Linked DNA regions of Mus musculus: region 1 is linked to region 2. Evidence: chromatin contacts called from public Hi-C data. All regions are on one chromosome and are shown on one strand. The core of a region is the stretch at or near the end of the contact, and the rest is flanking DNA. Distances in the headings are between cores, read along the strand shown. Region 1 overlaps Cdk14 (cyclin-dependent kinase 14). Region 2 overlaps Cdk14 (cyclin-dependent kinase 14).

What was found. Hi-C and Micro-C count contacts between places; a contact is called where the count stands out from the background.
Region 1: a contact with region 2 is called in a Hi-C map of muscle stem cells, with 2.3 times the contacts expected there. The contact joins two enhancer-like sites. A contact is called at or near these places in 1 of 39 promoter capture datasets (the SN4741 cell line), 5 of 484 Hi-C or Micro-C datasets (the HL-1 cell line, the N1E-115 cell line, Sertoli cells and 2 more), 3 of 115 datasets of contacts at active chromatin or transcription factors (cardiomyocytes, extraembryonic endoderm stem cells and pancreatic cancer cells) and 3 of 9 other capture datasets (adipose tissue, liver and pancreatic islet).

Annotation. Positions count from the first base shown.
Region 1 is chr5:5,342,217-5,345,512 of GRCm38.p6, reverse strand. All of the region lies in intron 2 of Cdk14 (cyclin-dependent kinase 14), which reads left to right. Among named protein-coding and RNA genes, the nearest start is that of Gm30151, 27 kb to the left of the region's middle. Within about 2 kb of position 1,567, at least 204 of the 459 cell types and tissues checked have an H3K27ac peak or open chromatin away from gene starts, as enhancers often do. A contact at or near this core is called in the HL-1 cell line, muscle stem cells and pancreatic cancer cells, where this site is marked.
Region 2 is chr5:5,252,128-5,255,634 of GRCm38.p6, reverse strand. All of the region lies in intron 2 of Cdk14 (cyclin-dependent kinase 14), which reads left to right. Among named protein-coding and RNA genes, the nearest start is that of Gm30151, 120 kb to the left of the region's middle. Within about 2 kb of position 2,059, at least 14 of the 459 cell types and tissues checked have an H3K27ac peak or open chromatin away from gene starts, as enhancers often do. A contact at or near this core is called in the HL-1 cell line, muscle stem cells and pancreatic cancer cells, where this site is marked.

The sequences.
Region 1 (3,296 bases), core at 318-2,817, 90 kb before region 2:
TTCACGTGGTGATCCTTAGCAGCCTGAGGAGCCCCCCCTAAACTGTTGGGGCCTTGACTCAGGCCAAACAGGGATTGGAATTTGTGGCTTCAATTGAAGGAATTTTAGAACTGGCTTTTATAATGAAGATATTTTAATGTAGGCTTAAGCCCGAGGGTTAAGGAAAAAGAGGACACATGCAGGTATGAGCGTATATTCCCAAGGGGAAGTGGCCTTCACAGATGGAACGTTTTAACATAGCATGGACTTTATGTTAAATTATTTATCTTATTTATAAAAAAAGAAATGCAGGATTATGTATTTGGGGAAGAGTGTCAGCAGACAAAGGCCAGATGTAAATAAATCAAAATGTTTTGAAGGCAAACAAAACAGAGACAAAACAAAGCAAAGCCCAAAATGCTTTCAATAGTTTTCAGATGAGCAAAAGCTGAAGACAAACCCAAACAACCAGAATCCAAAATGCCTTCAGAGGTATGAAAACAAGTAGAAAATCAAGCCAGATGTCTAGACCAAAATGTTCCCGAAGCCACACAAGCAAAATAGACACCTTAAATCAAACACTCTGGAGAGAAAGTAAGCCCTAAACAGCATCTACCAAATAGCATCCTTAAACAACCATACTGGGCTAAACAAATTCGTCATCAGCCACGCCCCAGGGAGATAAGGATTGTGCCTGGTGGCTCCGTGCCTGTTCCTTACTTGCATGAAGGAGGCTTCTCTAGTGAAAAGTGAGTTATTCTCCTAGCCCCACATTGGGTGCCATTATTATTGACATAATGTAACTCGTATCTCAGTGAGACTAAGAGAACATTCTGGAGCCAAATATGAGTGTCTGAGTGACTGTCCAGTATAGAAACCAAACCAAAATAAAACAAAATAGTACAAAGAATGCCAGCTATCAGGACACTGATACAGATATCAAATACAGTAGTGGAACATCAGAGAGACAGGTTACACCAAGATGGAGAAATCACTACCATTTGCCTCAGATCCTATTAGCTTTGGGGTTGGTGGAAACTAATGGTCGGCCAAAATAGTATGTTCCAAAGGGAAACTAGTGCTCTGCTGTAAGTTGGAACTTTCTGTGTGATGCTTGCAAAGCCCTTAGGTTAGGGACAGAGGACTGTAATACAAGGCTCCGAGAGGCTGAGAGGGCTAAAGATGCTTCATATCTGGACTTGGAGTGTTCCAGACTCAGCGGAGCATTGCAGCTCTGAGCAGCTGGGCAGGCACATGGAGGGTTCTTTTGAAAGTCTACGTACTTTTTGGATTTTTTTTTATCCCAAAAAGCTCAGTAACATGTTTTTTAAAAATGATAGTTTTTCCCCTTGATATTATAAAGTCAGTGATAAGCTGAGCAATTTACCCTGAAAGGACTGAGTTAGCCAGAGCCAGGCTGACTCCATGAGAGGCTGCAAACTGGTAGTCTGGGAGACTAGGCCTAAGTTTTCTGTTTCCTGGATATGAGAACCTGGATCCAGGAACCTGTGGTCAGCCAACCACTACTGTGGGCAGCCAAACCAAGGATTCCTTGCTACCCTGGAAAGTCCCCAGAGTCCTAACCAATCACAAAGGCTCCACAGCCCTGAAGACAGAGCCAACCACTCAAGGGAAAGAGAAGCAAAAGTCACCCACTCCTACGCTGACAGGCTTTAAACTGACCCTGCAAAGCATACACCCAGAGAGTCTCCATTGGTAAATGGGGAGACCCCCTGCGTGCAGGAAATCCTTTATTTGAGTCTGGGGTATCATTCCCCAGCAAAGCATGGACCCTTACAATCCATCTAGACAAGGGCATTTACTCTGCCCTGTGTTCTGGACTCATGACTCCAAGTTCTTAGGTTTCCATTGTTGTAAACTGTATTTCCTAATCTTTGAGCTGTTTAAAGCTCTAACAGTTCAAGCAGTGGAGGGAGTGTTGGCCTTTTGGCTAAGAGGAAACAACCTGACAGAGTTCCAAAGTAGGACAAAGTTTGGTCGTCACAAGCAGCCCTTAGGGAGGAGGCTTTGCAGCAGCTGTGGATTCAGGCCTGTGATCAGGCTCCTCACTCTGTGACTACAACACAGTAGCTGAGTCACCCTGAGCCCCAGTGTGTCCTCCTGTGTGGTAGCTGCCAGGCCTCCCAGTACCTTGAGCCAGGGTGGTATGTGTGACCTGCCTGGGGCCGCCAGGCTCCAAAGCTCCTCAAGAGTGAGGGAAATATCTAGTGTATGTATTAATATAAAATACCTGGTGTGTAAATTAAGGCCTCAGTGTCTTAGCTTTTTTCTTCTTCCGTATAGACATTTGAGGCTAGTCTAAAGAAAATAATTGAAAAATGACTAGACTATCATATTTTACTATTTGCAAAAGATTTAATTCATATACCAACTGGCCTTTTACACCTTGGATATTTTTGTCCTGTTAATCACTTACAACAATGTCTTAAGTCTCGGAAATTCATTACAAGCCTCTATAAGAGAGAAGGCTTTGTGACAAAAGCCAGCTGCCCAGACATTTCCCCTCTCCTCACCCATCCCCCAGCAGGCTGCTGAAGCAGTGTGTTGGCATGGCTCCAGATTTCCTGAGTGACAGAATTGTTCCCAGGCCAGGAATGAGAGGAAGATGGCTCCAGCTACTTTGCTGGCTTCTGATGGAAGCCTTTCAAACTGACTCAGATCCAGCACTTTCTAACCGTTGGGAGCGCTGCTTTCAATCTGGAACGCAGAAGTCTTACAGTTAAGCATGGTTCCCGAGTCTACTTTTCAATTTTAGGAAATCCCTTTTTTGGGGTGTGTATGGCAGGGGGTACCACGAAACACTGTGAGTTGCTTGTAAGCTACCGTCCCACTTGTACAAACAAATACCATTGATTTTGATCTCTGCCTGTGTTTCCCACCTGGAGCTGCGCCCAGGATCTGAGCCTCAGTTACTGACTTTTTTTTATTGTATTCTGAGAGGGGAAAGTGTATCCACTGAAAGGCCGGGAATGATTGACTATTGTCCGTGGAATTTGTTTATCTTTTCCAAGCCTACATTCCTAGACTGTGAGAGAACTGGGCATCCCTGTGAGTGCACTTGGGCCTTGTTAGCCCCCCTCTCTTGGCATCGTTTTTAATAAAGGCTTTCTCCTTTGGGAATGAATTCAGGGATTTAGGGATAACCCCCACCCCCCAACGTTTCTCAAAGGCTGTGTCACTTAGCACTTATTAAAATAAGTGTTGAGATAATTCTAATGCGCTCCCAGGCCATCACTGTCAACTAGAAGTACAGTGTAAGTGACATTTCTTCCTATCAGTCTAATTTTAAAAGAGGG
Region 2 (3,507 bases), core at 810-3,309:
CATGAGCTAGAACTATGCCTGATACTATTAATGAGGCCAAGATCCTAGAACCAAGCAATTCATGTATCCAGCCCCAGTGAAGGCCTACTATTATTTTGAAAAATTAACATAGCAGTAAAACTACTTCCAATGATACCCATAAAACAATGCATCGCTCAACCTTCATGGGAGCTGCTGTTTCTTATAGTAGAGAGCAACACATCTCAATAGCATGCAGAACATGAGAGACTTTGGAGTGTTCAGCCCTGAATGGGATGTCTCTATCACAGTCTTCCCTTCAAGGGTCAGGGATCTACATAGAAGGGGTGGCAGTGGAAAGGTTATAAGAGTTAGAGGTGGTGATAGATGATTTTAAAAGAAACAGTCTTTTCTAGGCACAACAGAGCAAATGAACATGTGAATGCATAGAGATTGTGACAGCATGCCCGAGACCTTCACAAGCTCAAGCCAGACAAAATCCCTACATGAAGGAGGGGAAGCCCCATCCCAAACCAAGAAGCCATTTGCAAAAGATAGCTGTTAGGAGAAGGAAAATCAGTTATCTTTAGTGGAGTGATGTTGGAGGTATCAGGCACACATCATGCTAAGGAGCAGTTAACCAACATAAATTGAATGCTGACTCTTTAGTGACTACGTTTTGCTTTTTGTGTTTGTTGTATTAGAGAGAAGGAACATGAAGTCGGTGGCAAGGGAGCAGGGAGGAGCTGGGGGGAACTGAAGGGTGGGAAAGAATTTTATAAAATATGCTATATGAAATTCTCAAAGAACAAATAGAAAAAAAAAGGTAAGTGGGCTAGTCTTATTCAGATGAATCTGTCTCTGTGTTTTCATCTCTCACCTACATCAACATTTTAACTTCTGTTGACTTCATTGGAAGAAAAAAACCAGTTTATTCTGGTATTTGTGATGATTTATTCTCTTTAAGTGTTTTCAAGCACCACAAGGAAGGCCTGCTTATATAACTCTTGTCGCTTCTGTTTTTAAATGAAGTGTGAAAACCCGCAGCTGGGGAAGATATCCCCTTAGTTCCCATTGGTGTTGGCATGCCTTGCTTTCACATGGGGTGACCGTGTGTCTGTTTACTGTGATTGGCCTTGGGCGCATGTGCCCAGATATTTTCTTCCTGGCCCTACGATTTTAGAAGACCATTTTTAAACTACTGAAGCCTCTTGTGCTGCATGAGTTTGTCAGCAAAGATCTACTAGATTCCAGAGGACTGTTGAGGACAAACGGGTTTGAGAGCAGCTGTAGAATGAACATAAGGCCAAGCCATCACCCTACGGGAGAGGTAGATTACTGAGGTGGTTAATTAAAAGGAGTCTTTGTAGTATATGTATACAAAATACAGCAGTCATCAGAGGGATTTGTAACAAAGCTTGTTTTAAGTATCTGGGATTGAATCAGCAAAAGGCCTCTGGAGAGAGGTAACTCTTTAGCATAGTTGTGGCTTCGCTTGAGAAGAAGGCTTTTGATTCTAAGACGACAACAAAGTCTATGTAACAGATGGTAGAAACTGATGATCTACAGAATGCTCTAAGTCTCCTGTGCTTGGAGCCATTTTTGCTTGTACACTTTGTACATGACCCAATGTTCATACTCTTAAAAATATGTGTAGTGAATAAAATCAGTTAAAATTAATTTGGGGGTTGGAGAAATGGCCCAATGGTTAAGAGTGCACATTGCTCTTGCGTTTGTGGGGACCAGCATTTGGAGGTGATATTAGGAGGCTCAGAATCGCCTGTAACTAGCTCTGAGTTGTCTGACCCCCTCCTCTGGCCTCTGCTGGTACCCATACACATAGACTCTTTCTCTTTTACATATGCTCTGTCTCTGTCTCTCTCGAACTCACACAGTCTTACATATAAATCTTTAAATATTTAAATTTAATTTTCTTTCTCAGTATTTAATCTCTGATTACTGACTTAGTCAAATTGCCCTACTTTCACAGAGTAATTTCCAAGATTCTAACATATTTCAAATACTCTAAATAAACATGATTGCTGCAAGTTATATTTCTGCATCTATGTGTGCCCTGTTCTAAGATACCAACATTATAAGTTGGATTAATTTTATTTTTAAAGCCTTCCCAAGCGTTATAGATCTACTAACTTACCTTGCCTCCCCAGGAAAGTTAGTAATAGTTCTTTCTTCTGTGTTCTTGGTATTATGCTATCTGTACAGCCTCACAGTAGCAGGAGGTTAGAGAAGCTTAGTTGTTGACCATTTGGTATCTTGGTTGCCTTGTCTAATTAGTGAGTCAGACTTGAGTCATGGGATGGCAGTCAAACCGACTTTCCTCTTTTAGGGTTACTTCATATATGCTGTTAAAAGTTAAATTATTTTAAAAACTTCCTTCCTTCCTTCCTTCCTTCCTTCCTTCCTTCCTTCCTTCCTTCCTTCCTTCGGTCATTTCTTTTTGCAATCTGTCCATCAGATGTGCATTTTGTAATATGCCATTTGGGGAACATTATCTATCTTTCAGCATACTGCACTGTTGTATTGCCCTGGCCTGTTGTTCCTGGAGCTGACCATGTCTATACTGATTCCACTCAGCAGCACCCCACCCCTACTCCAGGCCTTGAGCAGCCACCCATGTCTTCAGTGAGCTTCCTACTTGGTCTAGCCTATTAGCTTTTCAACATTCTCTGCGTTTATTGTATTTCATTTATTTTTTTCTACTGTAATTGCTATTCTTCCTTTAGTAGCTTTTATCATTGGAAATCATATTTAACTCATTTTTTTAAAGTAATTCATTCGATTTAAACACAATATTATGTTTCTTTTTGATGGTTGAATAAGCAACCACAGTTTTGTCAGTGGGAGCTCTGTTAGGCCAATTCTCTTGCTAAAATTTTTTCTGATATTTTAAAAAGGATCCTAGCTTTCTAGTTAATAGCTGGAGGTTTCCTAGCCTCCATCTCTTTTTCTTTGATTCTTTTCTCCAGCCTCCCCTTGGCACTTATCTCTTGTGAGCTGGGATCTATTTATTTTTTCCAGTGGGAGGCCCGACATTTAGCTAGAATCCAGGCATCCAGTGGGGTTGGCTATGAAAGCTGGAGATGGGTGAATGGGTTACTATTTATTGGCTAGAGAAATCTCCTTTGTTAGGTACTCGGTAACAGGTTGTAGAGAGATTCACTGGAAGCTCTGCTTGCTTGCAGAAGAATAGCACCTGCATGTAATTTGTCTTCAGGGGCCTCTGCGACTGCTGGGTCTACATTATTCACTCAATGATTTTATGCTAAGAGTGGCTAGAAACTACAGCTTCCACCAAGGACTGGATACTGTTCTTATTTTCACCTTGCTGGATCCTTTTCTGAACCAGAGCTTTTAAAATGTAGGGTCTCCAGGAGAACTGTCAGATGGGTGTGCTAGGGCAGCAGAGCTGACTCCAGGTGTTTCAGGAAGACCTGAGCTCGACTTTCTGTTGTGGTCACTGTTAGCAGAGATGGGCAGATCGCAGTTACGGCTCGTGTCCCTAATACTGGACACACGACACCCTTCTAG